3 separate regions of the Mus musculus genome follow, and all the other regions are linked to region 3. The links are chromatin contacts, called in public HiChIP or PLAC-seq maps. All regions are on one chromosome and are shown on one strand. Each heading gives the region's core, a stretch centred on a gene start, on an enhancer-like site or on the middle of the called end of the contact. The rest is flanking DNA. Distances are from core to core; before and after follow the strand shown.

Region 1 (4,623 bases), core at 795-3,294, 540 kb before region 3:
GTTGTCACCGTGTCATTTAGCCAGCCAGCCACCCTTCTGTTCATGGACATACTAGAGAACAGGACAGAGGGAGGTGACTGAAGAGCAAGTGTCTCAAGCATAAAAGCTGGGCTCCTCCAGCTTGGATTGACCCACTAACACTTAGCCCAGAAGATAGTTATAAGATCCTTTGAGGGGCAGGGCTGAGTGATGTCCCAGGCATTGGCTCTTAACTAGTAAAGTCAAATGCCTGTGGGTGCCTGCCATCCTCATACCAATACACCAACAGAGGTTTTCACTCCAATTCTTTTCTGACCTTTCATAGAGAAGCTACCAGGTCCCTGGCTGAGATGCTTCCCCAAACCAGGGGAGCTGTGTAGGCCATGGTAAAGCAATTTTGTCAGTGGTCATCGAAGCTGATACTTATCTGAGCAGAAAGAGAGGCTGTCAGTCGTTGTCCCTGGGCAGCTGGTCAAGTTTTCCCGTAGCTGCCATCCAAATTAGGCTCTAGTCAACTGGAAGAACTTCCCTTGAGGTTGAACATGTCCTCAGTTCTGGGTTGGGGAGCAGCGGCAAGGGAGGGGGCTGGTCTCATGACATGTTCCAAGGGTCTTGGATAAAGTGGCCCTACCCTCCAGCTGACCCAGGCGCCTTCCCTCCTAGTCCGGCTCTCCAAGGACAGATCCACCCTGCAGGTGCTGGATGCAGCCACAGGGACCTGGGCCTCAGTCTGTTTCGACAACTTCACAGAAGCACTGGCCAAGACAGCCTGCAGACAGATGGGCTATGACAGGTACTCAATCGGGGCCATAGGAAGCTGTCACCTCACGCCAGCAACCTCTCTGCCTGCCGTCCTTCCTTCCTTCCTTCCTTCCATCCTTCCTTCCTTTGTGCCTGCCTGCCTCTCTTCTTCCTTCCCTCCCTCCCTCCTTTATTTCCTATTTCCTTTCCCTAAAAACACAGACACAGGATTTATAAAGAACCACGTTTGAATCCCAGCACTTTCATTAACAAAGAGCATAGAGATAATTCCCCAGCGTCAGTTTCCTCAGAGTTACTAATGTCAATCTTATAAGAGTTTTCTTTTCTCCCCAACTTCCTCTCCTTTGCCCTTTCGTGAGAAGTCTTCCCCAACCATAACACACACAAAAAACATTTCATATGCAAAGTCATCTAGGTTAAAATTTAGCAGGCAGGAAGGCTGGGGGTGTAGCTCTGGGGGTAGAGCACTTACCTAGCACGTGCAAAGCCCTGAGTTCTGTTCTCTGCACTTGAAAACAAAAATAGCAAGGACTAGCCTGGTTCTGTTGGGGCCATCACCAGAGGCCCAGTTCTCTCATGGAAGTGCGAAGCAGGAGTGGTAGGAAGGTATGTGAAGGGTAATTAGCATTACATATAGTTATATTCATTTGATCTTGGCAGACAGCTCAAAGCATGGTTATTATTAAATCTGTGTTAGAAGCGGGCTCTCAGAGAAGAAGCAGCTTGCTCAGGCAGAAGCTGGGAGGTAGAGGTTAGAATCTGTACCTGCTTTAACCCATTCCTGGACACCATGAGTTCTCATAGTGGTCTGTTTGTACATCGAATTCTCTCTACTCACAAGGCTTCACCAGCGAAGGAAAGGAGAGTGAGAATTGATCCCTCGAGGAGCCTACCTGAAAGGAGCCCAGGTGATCTGCTGCAGGCAGGGGTCACACTCTCCCTAGCAGTCTGCCTCAGACAGACATTGCCTGTCGATCACAGTTCTCCCCATAGATCCCTAAAGCAGCCTCAAGGTTTTGTACAGTAGATGTTCTGGGCAGCCAGAATGAATCCATATGACCTCTGTCCCTCTGACCCTTCTTTGTAAAGGTCCTGCTCTCTTCCCTCCAGAGGAGGAGAACTCCCAGCACTGTCTAGAAAAGGGACACCTGTCACCTCATTTCCAAGGACAGCATGCCCAGTACCTGCTGTCCTCTACTTCCCCTGCAGCCATCCCCTCCCCCACTGCAGTCCAGCCCACTGCAGCGTCAGCTGGACCAGATGCAGCAGGCTGTCTCAGTTATGAAACCCGGAGTTTCCTGAGGTTCTTAAAGTGGTAGACTCCCAGATTTCCTACACTTCTAGAAAGCACTGAAGCACCAGTCAGCACCACTTGGCCTCTTTCTTCAGCTCTAGGATATCAAAGTTCATTACATCACTGCCCAGGTTAGCTTTGCTGGGCGTGTTTACTGACAGCCTCCTCTCTCCTTCTGGGTCAGAACTCTCTGCTCAAATCTCTCTGCTTTCTTTCCTACCTGGATTGGAAGGAAACTTTTCTGACCTAGGAATGCAAAGCCATAGGTGGTCCAGTGTAGGAGTCAGGGACCACCTGGCTCATGCATCATTTTATGGAGAAAATTGGGACTTGGGGAGACACATAGGACAAACATGACTTGCCCATGGTCACACACCAAACTGGTGTCAAATCCGGCATATTGGAACTTAAGTCTTGGGAGCTCTGTAGACAGACTCTGGTCATCCCAGCTCCAGCACCTAGTTCATCAAGAAAGTGTTTGCAGTCCTATCTGAGTGTGGACTAGCCAGCCAGGGACATGAATTGACCCCAGATATCTATGCAAAGCTTGACCTGAGAGGACAGACTGGAGAAGAAGGGGGAAATCCAAAAGACGAAAATTTAGTGAAGAAAGAGCCAGAGAACAGAATAGTTAAGGAAGGCTTCCTGGAGGAGGAAGACTTGAATATGGAGTTTGAAAGAAGACAAACATGGATTAGCAGAAAGGAAGGGAGAGGGCGGTCCAAGTTTCAGGAAGTTCCATCCAGACTCTTATAAGAATTGATCCAGGCTTCTCCTGTCTCCAGGCCCCTTATATGGAAAACCAAATGTCCACACTCCAGTTCCCTCTGTGCTGAGACAGGAGTTCATCTGGGTCCCCTTGCTTCTTTGCTCCTGCTGATGTGACCCTAACGAGATACTGGGACATCTGAGACAGGGACAGAGCTGGGTGTGAGGAAAGCAGGCCCCTAGTCCTCTGCAGAGCTCCACTTCTGGGCCAGGAGTCCCTGCCCAGGAAAGCGAGGCCACGGCAGCCTGCCTTGATGTGGGGACTATTCCTGCTATCCAGCAAAGCCAGCCAGCCGTGCCCCACTAACCTGTGCCCCCTCCTCTGGGAGCAGGGGCTCTTTCTGCCATGTAATTCATCCTCTGCCCCAGCTCACAGTTCACTCTTCCTACCACAGCCAGCCCGCTTTCAGAGCAGTGGAGATCCGTCCAGATCAGAACCTCCCTGTTGCTCAAGTCACAGGAAACAGCCAGGAACTTCAGGTGCAGAATGGAAGCAGGTAAGCAAGAGGGGACATTCTGACCTGCAGAGGCTAACTAACACTGGGAAGTGGCTCAAGGTTGCAGCAGGGGAACACGAGCCAGACAACGGGAAGAACTAGCCAAGCAGCTCATTAAATGTCCAGGGTTTTGGGATTCCACGTTCAGGCTCAGGGGTATTTTCTGTCTGCCTTTTTCTTTAATACAGCATGCATTGTCCTGCTCAAAGGCAGAGCAATGAACAGTGACCTTCTCTCTCCCTGAACTGTCAAGATTCATGCCTTCCACAGCTCCTTCATGTTCCCTAGTGAGTTACCTGGTAGGCAAGAGCCTAAAAGTAGCTTTGTACTTTTCCATCACTTCCCCAGGCCAAAGCACCACCTTCTAACGCTCCACAGAAGGCTCTCCAGCCCTCACCTCACCACCCCACATTAGAGCACAGCTGATTCAAAACAACATTTGCTACAAAGCAGCCAAGGCTCCAGGAGAAGGCTGGCGTCTTAGCATTCAGGACGCTGGACAGAGCCTTAACACAGTAACTCAATAACTCTTTATTTTATTTTATTTTATTTTTATTTTTGTATCAAAAATTGTTTAAATTTTTTATTGGATATTTTCTTTATTTACAATACAAATATTATGTCCTTTCCCGGTTTCCCTCCCTACCAGAAACACCCTATCACATTCTCCCTCCCCCTGCTTCTATAAGGGTGTTCCTCCACCCACCCACCCACTCCCACCTCCCCTCCCTCGATTCCCCTACACTGGGAGCCTTCATAGGACCAAGGACCTCTCCTCCCACTGATGCATGACAAGGCTGTCCTCTGCTACATATGCAGCTGGAGCCAACACAGTAACTCTTGAAAAGGACCAGGTTAGAGGTAGAATCTGCAGGATTCCATCAAAATCCTGGTCTGTTTGGGAGGCCACAGTGCAGCAGGTTCTGCTCCCCACCACCACCACCTGCTGCCCAGGGTTCCAGGAGCCCAGACTGGCTTTGCATTGGGCAGGACTCCGTATATTGTAGGTACACGCACAGCAACAGCAGTGTTGCACTAAATCAAACCACACTGAGTATAATGCAGATCTACACACACCCATGGTAAAGTTTCTGGGGTTCTGCAGTGTTGGGGGATGGGGTTGAATCAGCAGTTCACAAAGGCTGAGTTCTAACCTCCCAGCCAAGGCGAAAGCAGAAGCCACAGGGCCCCGTCTTTCTCTTTCAGATCCTGCCTCTCAGGCTCCCTGGTTTCCTTGCGCTGCCTTGGTGAGTTCACCCTATCTCTGAGAGTCTGGGGCCTAGGCCAGCAATGGTCAGGAAGAAAGACCTTCATCCTTACTGC
Region 2 (4,159 bases), core at 1,210-3,709, 770 kb before region 3:
CTTGAGGATGCTCGGCAAACACGTGACCACTGAGCTAATTCCCAGCCAACTCCATTTATTCCATTCTTTTAGTTGTTGTAAGCAACAACTAATGGGTGGTAACCCATTCCCCAGACCCTAATGGTAATGAAAAATCTCTGGATGGTCCAACTCAGAGTCTCTGTCCTCAAACTGACCCTGTGGTGGGGAAAATGGCTGTAGACTAAACCCAAGGCTCACAGTCAACACAACAGAGCAGAGAATCCTTAGAGGACATTCTCTGTATGCAGCTAGGCGACATTGCAAGTCACCATAGCAGAAATGAGAGAGAGAGAGAGAGAGAGAGAGAGAGAGAGAGAGAGAGAGGGAGAGAGAGAGAGAGAGAGAATGTATACGGTATGCTTTATATATGTCTATGCACTCGTGCGTGCAGTGCCCACAGAAGCCAGAAGAGGGTAATAGATCCCCTGGAACTGGAGTTATAGATGGTTGTAAACTGTTATGTGGATGCCAGGAATTGAACCAGGGTCTCTATAAGAGCAACCAGTGCTCTTAACCACTGAGCCATCTTTCGAATCCTGTTCATCTCCCTTTTTATGATCACATGTAACCCAGGCTAGCCTCAAACTTGCTACGTAGCTAAGGATAACCTTGAACTCCTGATCCCCCAGCTTCCACCTCTGAAGCATTGGCCTCTCTGACTGCGCCCAGCAGAGATGGTTCCTGTATCTGTAATGGTGTGTGTCACTGGCGGCCTGCTCAGCATTACCATATCTGCAATGATGTGTGTCACTGGCAGGATTGTCCTGTGTCTCTCATACTGTCTGCTCACTCCTCCACGCTCCAGGTAGGCATTCCCTAAGTGTTGAATGAATCTGGGATGATGTGGTTGGGAGAGATGACTTTGCAAATCTCACTGAGGGGGAGGCTTATGGAAACTATGAAGGGGTTGCTTAAATTCAGAAAAGGGGGCAGCCAGCAACAACCGAGGAGGAACTTGAGCTGGGCTCGAAGGATAAGAAAGCCCAGGTGTGGTGTTAGTCAAAAGGACACAGTGAGTGTCTGTAGCTGAAACGGCCTCACACTGGGGCATGCAACATTTTGAAGATGTCTTCAGCATCACTTTAGTTAGGACGTTGAAACCAAGCAGAATGAACCAATTGTTCGTCAGTATCAGCTGCTCCATTTGGCAAACTCCAGCCAGAGCCATGGACAGCCACCCATGGTGATGACTGTAACAGGCCCTGGTGGTGGCTCGTTGCCACACTCAGGCCCTCCCTCAGGACGTGGCATCATTATCACAGCTTCATGCCTGTCACTCCCATTCTACAGATCATTCAGCAGAGGATCAGAGAAACAGCTTGACCTGTCCCCACCCCGCTGGTGACCTTTGCCTGGTCACCAGCGGTGGCAGGCAGCAGCGTTTGCTGTCACCTCTCCAGAGCAGATTTGACATAGAACATTTCAAACATGCACAAGCAGGGAGAGCGGTGTGCCAGATCACCTGGCCGGCTCCCGGCAGCACCGGGCCGTCTTGGATTTTTACATTTTTATGCTATGTGTTATTGTAAGGGTCAGAAAACAATGTTCAGGAGTCTCCTCTCCCACCACGCCTTTATCCACTGAGACATCCTCTTGTGCACCTTGAACTGATGTGAAGAAAATCTCTTGCATTATATGACATCATCAGTAGACTTTGGTCCTCCTGGCAGACGTATCCTAGGCTAGGGACACCCCCATCCTGCCCCTCTCTCACCCACTCTTCCAAACACCCCGGTATTTGGGCATAGATGTGGGTCATGAGACCACTTATCCTAAAGCACTGACCACTGAGTAGCTAACTGCTCTGAGTCTTCTATGCCTCTGTGCCTGGAACCTCTTCCCTCAGTCTGGCTTTTCTGGAGACAGAGACAGCTGGATATTCTGGTCTTCTGCCTGATGGGATTGTTGCTGTGAGCACAAGTCTTTCTAGACCAGGTTGGCCCTAAACTCACACTCCAGCCTTAAGTCCTGTTCATTCCTGCTTTGGGGCAGGGGAGGAGGGGAAGTCTCTGCCTGGGAAGAAAGGACTCTTTGCCCTTCCCAGTCTAAGAGCAAGAAATGCCGAAGAGACCAAAGAGAGCTAAGTAAGTGTTCTCAGTAGTTTGGCCAGAATGGAGGTGCGAGAGTGGGGTACGGGGAGGGCATACAGTACCTATTATGGCCAGCAGGTGTCACCTAAAGACTGAGCACTAAAAACCTGTGGGCAGTATGGGTAGTAACCGTGAGGTTTTCTTTCAGTTTCAATCCTACCAGACCTGGGAGAACAGAATGAAGCTTCCCTCCACTCCCGTGCAGATTTATCTTGATTGACCTGACGCTACTTGGATCGCAAGTGAAGCTTTCGTTTGAAATGTGTTTGCATCAGACCCTAGGGCCAGTCAATATTCCTGTTCTACAGACGAGGAACCTGAGGCTCTGGAAACCAAGCGGTTGCTGATGTTACACAGACACCAAAGGGCAGAGCTTGGGGTCCACAATAGGGTGTAACTCTAGTCTCCTGACTGTTCTGGACACTGTGCTGAGACATCTCCCTGCTGGCCTGGTCTTCAGGAGACCAGAGGTCACAGTTGTCCTTGGCCCTTGGGAAAAAGTAAAGGGACAAGATGCTCTAGGAGCGGCAGGAGACCTACTGTTATCTGAGGGCATCTCCCTCCAGCTCTCAAAGTCTGCTTTTCAGTGAGAGGGTTCACCTAGATCAGAGCCAAATCCCACTTACAAGAATGAACACAGACACACACACATGCTCGAGCACGCACACACACACACACATGCATGCACGCACGTGAGTCACACACGTACGCGCACTCAAATGCATGGATTGGGAAAAAAACAGCCCCAAGACTTAGATGTAAGCAGTATCCCATGGTGCTTGGGGGCATTTGCCCCAGGGGATCCTCTGTAGGTTTCTCATGTGCTTTTTAAAAAATTATTTATTTATTGTATGTATGTACATGAGTACACTGTAGTTGGCTACTCAAATCCTTGATTAAAGACCTGGGTTGATCTTGCCTTGTCTCTCACCAAGTCCCGTTCTGTTTGGTAGCGATTGATGGCGTTGTTTAATATCCCTGATCTCACTCAACCTAATAATGGGGCTTATAATGCTCATCTCACAGATGAGGAAACTGAGGCACAGGACTACGGAAGGATTTCCCTGTTACTGTCCAGCTGATGGGCTGAGACCTACCTATCACGGTCTGTTTCCACACCGCGTCCCATCTCTGCCGTGCAGGATCTGGGGGAAGGGAAGTACTAAGTCCAGATGACAGCCATGTTTCTAGACCTGCTTAGATTGGGGTGATGATGAGAGAGTCTATGCAGACAGTGACATCAGGGTTCTGCCCCATTTGGTGAAGGGTTGGGCGAGCAGGAGCTTACACATGGCCAGGAGGTTGAACTGTCATGTCCACCCCCCCCAAATGGATGGTTGTGGAGGGCAGAGTGCACCTCTCCATCTCTGGGGAGTCTACATCCCAGCTTTCCCGGCTCCTGCTGATCACATAGTCCTCAGTGAACCTTGAAACTGAGAAGCTGGTTATGTGGCGTCCCCTTGTGTCTAAGGACAGAACAGCAGCACTGGAGGCTGTGCTGAAAATTGGCCTGATTCTCTACCATTCAAAGTTGTGCTCACAGGCAAGATGCAACCTGTTCCGTCCCATCCCAATTGTGTACATATCCAACTCTGAGACCTCCCTGAAAGGACACACAGTGTCTTCCAGCCTGGGCTTCTTGCTCTCTGATATGTAGGCAGAGCTCAGGGGAGGGTTGTTTGCTGTTGCTGTGGTAAAAGACAACCGGAGACAGAAAAGGGTTTATTCAGCTTACACTTCCAGGTCACAGTCCACCCCTGAGAGAAGTCAAGGCAGGAACCTGGAGGCAGGAACTGAAGCAGAGGCCATGGAGGAGCTCTGCTTACTGGCCTGTTCCCCATGGCTTTTGCTCAGCCTGCTTTCTTATGCAGCCCAGAAATGATCCCACCCACAGTGAACTGGGCCTCCCATATCAACCAGTCATCAAGAAAATGCCACGCAGACATGCCTACAGGTCCCTCTTCCCAGATAACTCTAACTTGTGTCAAGTAGACAAAAAATTAACCAGCAACACTCCCTGAGGCACATGGGCCTAATTTCTGCCACTG
Region 3 (4,724 bases), core at 777-3,276:
TCAATGTATAGGCCAAGCTGTCAGATTCACAGAGATCTCTGTCTCCTAAGTGCCGGCATCAAAGAAAGGCCTTTGCTATCATGCCCTGCTAGTTTGGTTTCTGTTTGTTTTAAAGAGAGATGGATTAAGTTTGTTTTTAACAATTTATTTATTTTATTTATATGAGTACACTGTCCCTGTCTTCAGACACACCAGAAGAGGGCATCGGATCCCATTACAGATGGTTGTGAGCCACCATGTGGTTGCTGGGATTTGAACTCAACACCTCTGGAAGACCAGTCAGTGCTCTTAACCACTGAGCCATCTCTCCAGCCTTTTTTGTTTGTTTGTTTGTTTTGTTTAAGTCTTTTTTTTTTTTTTTGGTCTTTTTTTGGTTTTTCAAGACAGGGTTTCTCTGTGTAGCCCAGGCTGTCCTGGAACTCACTTTGTAGACCAGGCTGGCCTCGAACTCAAAAATCCGCCTGCCTCTGCCTCCCAAGTGCTGGGATTAAAGGCGTTTTGTTTAAGTCTTATTTTTAAGTGTGTCTGTGTGTGGATGAGCCCGTGTGGGTCAGAGGCACTGGGCTCCCTGAAGCTGGGCTTACAGGCTGTTGTGAGGGCCTGACATGAGTGCTGGGAACTCAGGTCCTCAGAAGAGCAGTACAGACTCTCTAGAGCCATGGTTTTGCTTTTTTTTTTTTTTTTCTGGGATAAGTTCTCATAGCGCAAGCCGGTGAAGAACTAAGTGTCCCAGGTTGGCTCCAACTCACGGCCATCCTCCTGCTTTAGTCTCTTGTGCTGCACAGTCTCTTTAACCCACTAATGTCCTAGGCTCCTGTCAAATGAGATGAACACACTTCCTCCCTATTTAAGTCACTGTTTCTCAGATTTCTGTCCTGTCTGCGGCTGAGTGGCATCTTTAATGGCACCCTCTGCAGAGTGGTCCTTGTTGATCTCTAAGTTTGGGGTCAGCCTGGTCTATAGAGTAAGTTCTAGGACAAGTGAGGACTACACAGAGAAACCCTGTCTTGAAAAACAACAAACAAACAAACAAGCATAAAACAAATAAACAAAAACAAAAGAAAAAACCACAACCCCCTCCCCCCAAGCCCCACTTCCCATTAGGACCCATATGTCCATAACATTTCCAGCCAGGTGACAAGGTCTTGTCCTCTGTCTCTTTCTGTGCATGTAGGAGTGCGTGTATCAGAAGCCAGAAGTCAGCGTGAAAACTCTTTCTCAATTGCTCTCCATTTTGGTGTCTGAGGAAGGTATTCCTACAGATCCCAGAGCTCACCGACTTGACTACACTGGCGGACTAGAAATTCCCAGGGATGCTCCTGCCTCTGCCTCCTCGGCACTGCCACCACCGGCGGGGTGCTGGAGATCCAAACTTAGGTCCTGCAGCTTGTGAGGCAGGCACTCTGGGGTCTGTGCCATCACCGCAGCCCCATTTGGAGCTGTTCCGTATTCATGCCTGCCTCATCTGTGGCCAGCTGAGGCTACAGGAAGAGTTAAAAGTGCTCAGCCCTAAAAACATACAGACAAGTAGCATTCTACAAGCTGAACAGGTTGTATTTATGTATCTAAGTACACACACACACACACACACACACACACAGAGAGAGAGAGAGAGCAATAATTTATGCAAAAGAGAGGCAATGAGCCGGGCTTGGTGGAGCACGCCTTTAATCCCAGCACTCGGGAGGCAGAGGCAGGTGGATTTCTGAGTTCGAGGCCAGCCTGGTCTACAAAGAGAGTTCCAGGACAGCCAGGGCTATACAGAGAAACCTTGTCTCAAAAAACCAAACCAGAGAGAGAGGGAGAGAGAGAGAGAGAAAGAGAGAGAGAGAGAGAGAGAAGCAATGAATTTGAAATAAAGAAAGAAGGGGTGTGTATGGGAAGGCTTGGAGGGATGAAAGGAAGAAACGACACAGTGATATTATAGTCTCAAAAAATAAAAGAAATACTTTTTAAAGGCTGTGTTGTCTACATAGGCATGCCAGCAGCTGCTCCCCTGCTGGTGTAGAACAGCTACCTTCCTCACTCTTGCCTGTCAGGTGTGCCCCTGTCTCAGCCGCCTGCACTTCAAGGCCTTCTCAGGCAAGGAGCTCCTGGTTCTCTGGATGTTTGGTGATGCCACAATGACATGACTTCTTTGTCCCAGTCCTGGGGTGCTGAGGTGGTCAAGGTCATGACCCGTGACAAGATATCTATGGACAGCAAACTGTTAAACTGCCCCACGTGTCCTGCTCTGCCGTGCCCCGCTATATGTAGCCAACTAGAATGCCATTTGAAAACTAAAATCTCCCATCAGGCTGGGCGGTTTGGCCCCATTCGGCAGGAGGGGAAAGGGCCAGTGTGGCTGCAGGCTGGCCCTAAACATCAGCTTCCAGCCCGCGGAGCTGCAGGCTTCCGGTGCTGGGCGGGGCCAGAGCCGTGGGACCGCAGGCCTCGGTGGTGTGACTGATCCTCTGAACACTAATAGGAAGCCACACACCGTTCATTCTCCTAGAATAGCTACGCACCTGCAGATAAGCAGTTTCTGTTGTGGTGAGAAACAGCACAAGAGAGAGATGTAAAGGTAGGCCAGGGCCCAGCCGGTCCCGACCGTGACAATTCTTTTTTGTGGTGAAGTTTTTGTGGTCCTCACACCTCCTACTCACTTTCAATCAGTGCCACCTGCAAGCCATCGGCCACTCTGGCCACACAGACACCTATGCCGAGGGCCAGCCAAGCCTGTCCCCAGACCACTCAACTGAGATTGCTGAGGCCACTCTCACTGAGAGCCTAAGAGATAGGCCCTGGTTTGGCCTCATTTGGTCTCCATAAGTCCATTGCAGTCACTACGGTTTGTTGGGGTCTTAGTTTCCTCTTTTGCAAAGCAGGACTAATGGTAGCTCTCTTCAGAAGCTATTGTGAGACAGAAGGACTGCATGTGGCCAGCTGAGGGCGGTGCCTGTCCTGTTTATGGGTGGAGATGCTCCAGCTGGCCTCCTGCCCTATTGTGCAGCCTGTCCCTGTCGCGTGGCTGAGGAATACTCCACTGAAGCTTGAGAGAAAGTTTGACTAAGACGTGATCTATGTGCTGGCTAGTTTTATGTCAACTTGTTTCAAGCTGGGGTCATCAGGGAGGAGGGAGCCTCAGCTGAGACAATGACTCCATAAGATTGGGCTTAGATGACAATGTAGGGCATTGTCTTAATTAGTGATTAATGGGGGAGGGCCTAGCCCATTCTGGTTGGTTCCTGGTTCTATAAGAAAGCAGGCTGAGCAAGCCAGGAGGAGCAAGCCAGTAAGCAGCACCACTCCATCGCCTCTGCATCAGTTTCTGCCTCCAGGATCCTGTCCTGCTTGAGTTCCTGTCCTGACTTCCTTTGGTGATAAATGGTGAGGTATAAGGGTAAGCTGAATAAACCCTCTTCTCGCCAGGTTGCTTTGGTCATGGTGTTTCATGGCAGCAATGGTAACCCTGGGGTCCATTGCTAAGGTCCCTCTAGGACAGTGGCTCTTAGTCTTCCGAATGCTGCAGCCTTTCTTTCATTACTACTATAATCTTACTACTGTCATGAAATGTGATACAAACATCTGTGTTTTCTGATGGCCCTAGGCAACCCTGTGAAAGGGTTATTTGACCCCCGAAGGGTCTCGACCTCTAGGTTGAGAACTGTTGCTCTAGGAGGGCTTCCTCAGCCACCTCAGCACAGCTGCTCCCTTTGGACTTTCCTGCTTATGTGACCCCAGCCTGTGGCCTGAGACAAAAGAGGAGGGCTCACCTGGGAAGTGTCTTCACAGCACAGGTCAGATAAGCAAAGGGCCGCCTCAAAGCACTGGAACAGGACCGTGTCCTACAGGGCCTTGTCCTGGTCTGTGTGGTGCACTGCCTCCTAGCTCAGCCACTCACACGAGAACAAGACAGCGTGCAGGGAAGATGAAGATGCCTAGGGCCACAGCTCAGCAAGGGAAAGAGAGAGACCCAGAAGAGAGGAGGAAGAGGAGAGCAAGGGGAGAGGGAGAAGGAGATGGAGAAGGAGTAGTAAAGAGGGAGACAAGAAAGAATAGGAGGGGAGCAAAAGAAGACAGAACAAACAGGAAAAGCAGAGTCAGAGTTGGTCAGATGCAGCACTCATCTTAGCACTGGGGAGGCAGAGGCAGGCAGATCTCTGAGTTCAAGGTCAGCCTGCCTTATATAGTGATTTCTAGGACAGCTCAGGCTACATAAAGAGACCTTGCCCCCGGCTGGAGAAATGGCTCCATGGCCAAGAGCTTTGGCTGCTCCTCCAGAGGACTTAGGTCCAATTACTAGCACCCACGTGGCAGTTCACAACTGTCTACAACTCTAGTTACAGGTGATCCAACACCCTCATAGAGACATACATGCAGGCAAAACACCAATGCACATGAAATTGAAAATAAATAAAAGAAATAATTTTTAAAAAGAGACCCTGACTCAACAATAAAATAAAAAACAAACAAGAAAAGAAAATCTTGGAGTCTTGGAGGTGGGATAAGCGAACGTAGACAGGTTATCTCCAAAGCTTGGCATTCTTTTTTTTTTTTTTTTTTTTTTTTTTGATTTTCGAGACAGGGTTTCTCTGATTAGCCCTGGCTGTCCTGGAACTCACTTTGTAGACCAGGCTGGCCTCGAACTCAGAAATCTGCCTGTCTCTGCCTCCCGAGTGCTGGCATTAAAGGTGAGCGCCACCACACCCGGTGAAGCTTGGCATTCTTAACCTCACCTAATT

What was found. HiChIP or PLAC-seq counts read pairs in DNA pulled down with a chosen protein or histone mark.
Region 1: a contact with region 3 is called in an H3K27ac HiChIP or PLAC-seq map of T-cell acute lymphoblastic leukemia, with 3 times the contacts expected there. The contact joins two enhancer-like sites. A contact is called at or near these places in 2 of 115 datasets of contacts at active chromatin or transcription factors (T-cell acute lymphoblastic leukemia and large pre-B cells).
Region 2: a contact with region 3 is called in an H3K27ac HiChIP or PLAC-seq map of T-cell acute lymphoblastic leukemia, with 3 times the contacts expected there. The contact joins two enhancer-like sites. A contact is called at or near these places in 1 of 15 datasets of contacts at CTCF or cohesin (embryonic stem cells), 1 of 484 Hi-C or Micro-C datasets (pro-B cells) and 2 of 115 datasets of contacts at active chromatin or transcription factors (T-cell acute lymphoblastic leukemia and large pre-B cells).

What each region holds. Positions count from the first base shown.
Region 1 is chr9:45,179,327-45,183,949 of GRCm38.p6, reverse strand. Tmprss4 (transmembrane protease, serine 4) reads left to right here. Exons shown (of 13, transcript NM_145403.3): 5 at 643-772; 6 at 3,199-3,300; 7 at 4,507-4,547. Among named protein-coding and RNA genes, the nearest start is that of Gm39327, 12 kb to the right of the region's middle. Within about 2 kb of position 2,044, at least 38 of the 459 cell types and tissues checked have an H3K27ac peak or open chromatin away from gene starts, as enhancers often do.
Region 2 is chr9:45,415,496-45,419,654 of GRCm38.p6, reverse strand. It overlaps 4833428L15Rik (RIKEN cDNA 4833428L15 gene), which reads left to right. Exons shown (of 5, transcript NR_040732.1): 4 at 651-826; 5 at 2,260-3,029. Among named protein-coding and RNA genes, the nearest start is that of Fxyd2, 11 kb to the right of the region's middle. Within about 2 kb of position 2,459, at least 51 of the 459 cell types and tissues checked have an H3K27ac peak or open chromatin away from gene starts, as enhancers often do. A contact at or near this core is called in T-cell acute lymphoblastic leukemia, where this site is marked.
Region 3 is chr9:44,643,898-44,648,621 of GRCm38.p6, reverse strand. No RefSeq gene overlaps it. Among named protein-coding and RNA genes, the nearest start is that of BC049987, 26 kb to the left of the region's middle. Within about 2 kb of position 2,026, at least 107 of the 459 cell types and tissues checked have an H3K27ac peak or open chromatin away from gene starts, as enhancers often do. A contact at or near this core is called in T-cell acute lymphoblastic leukemia, where this site is marked.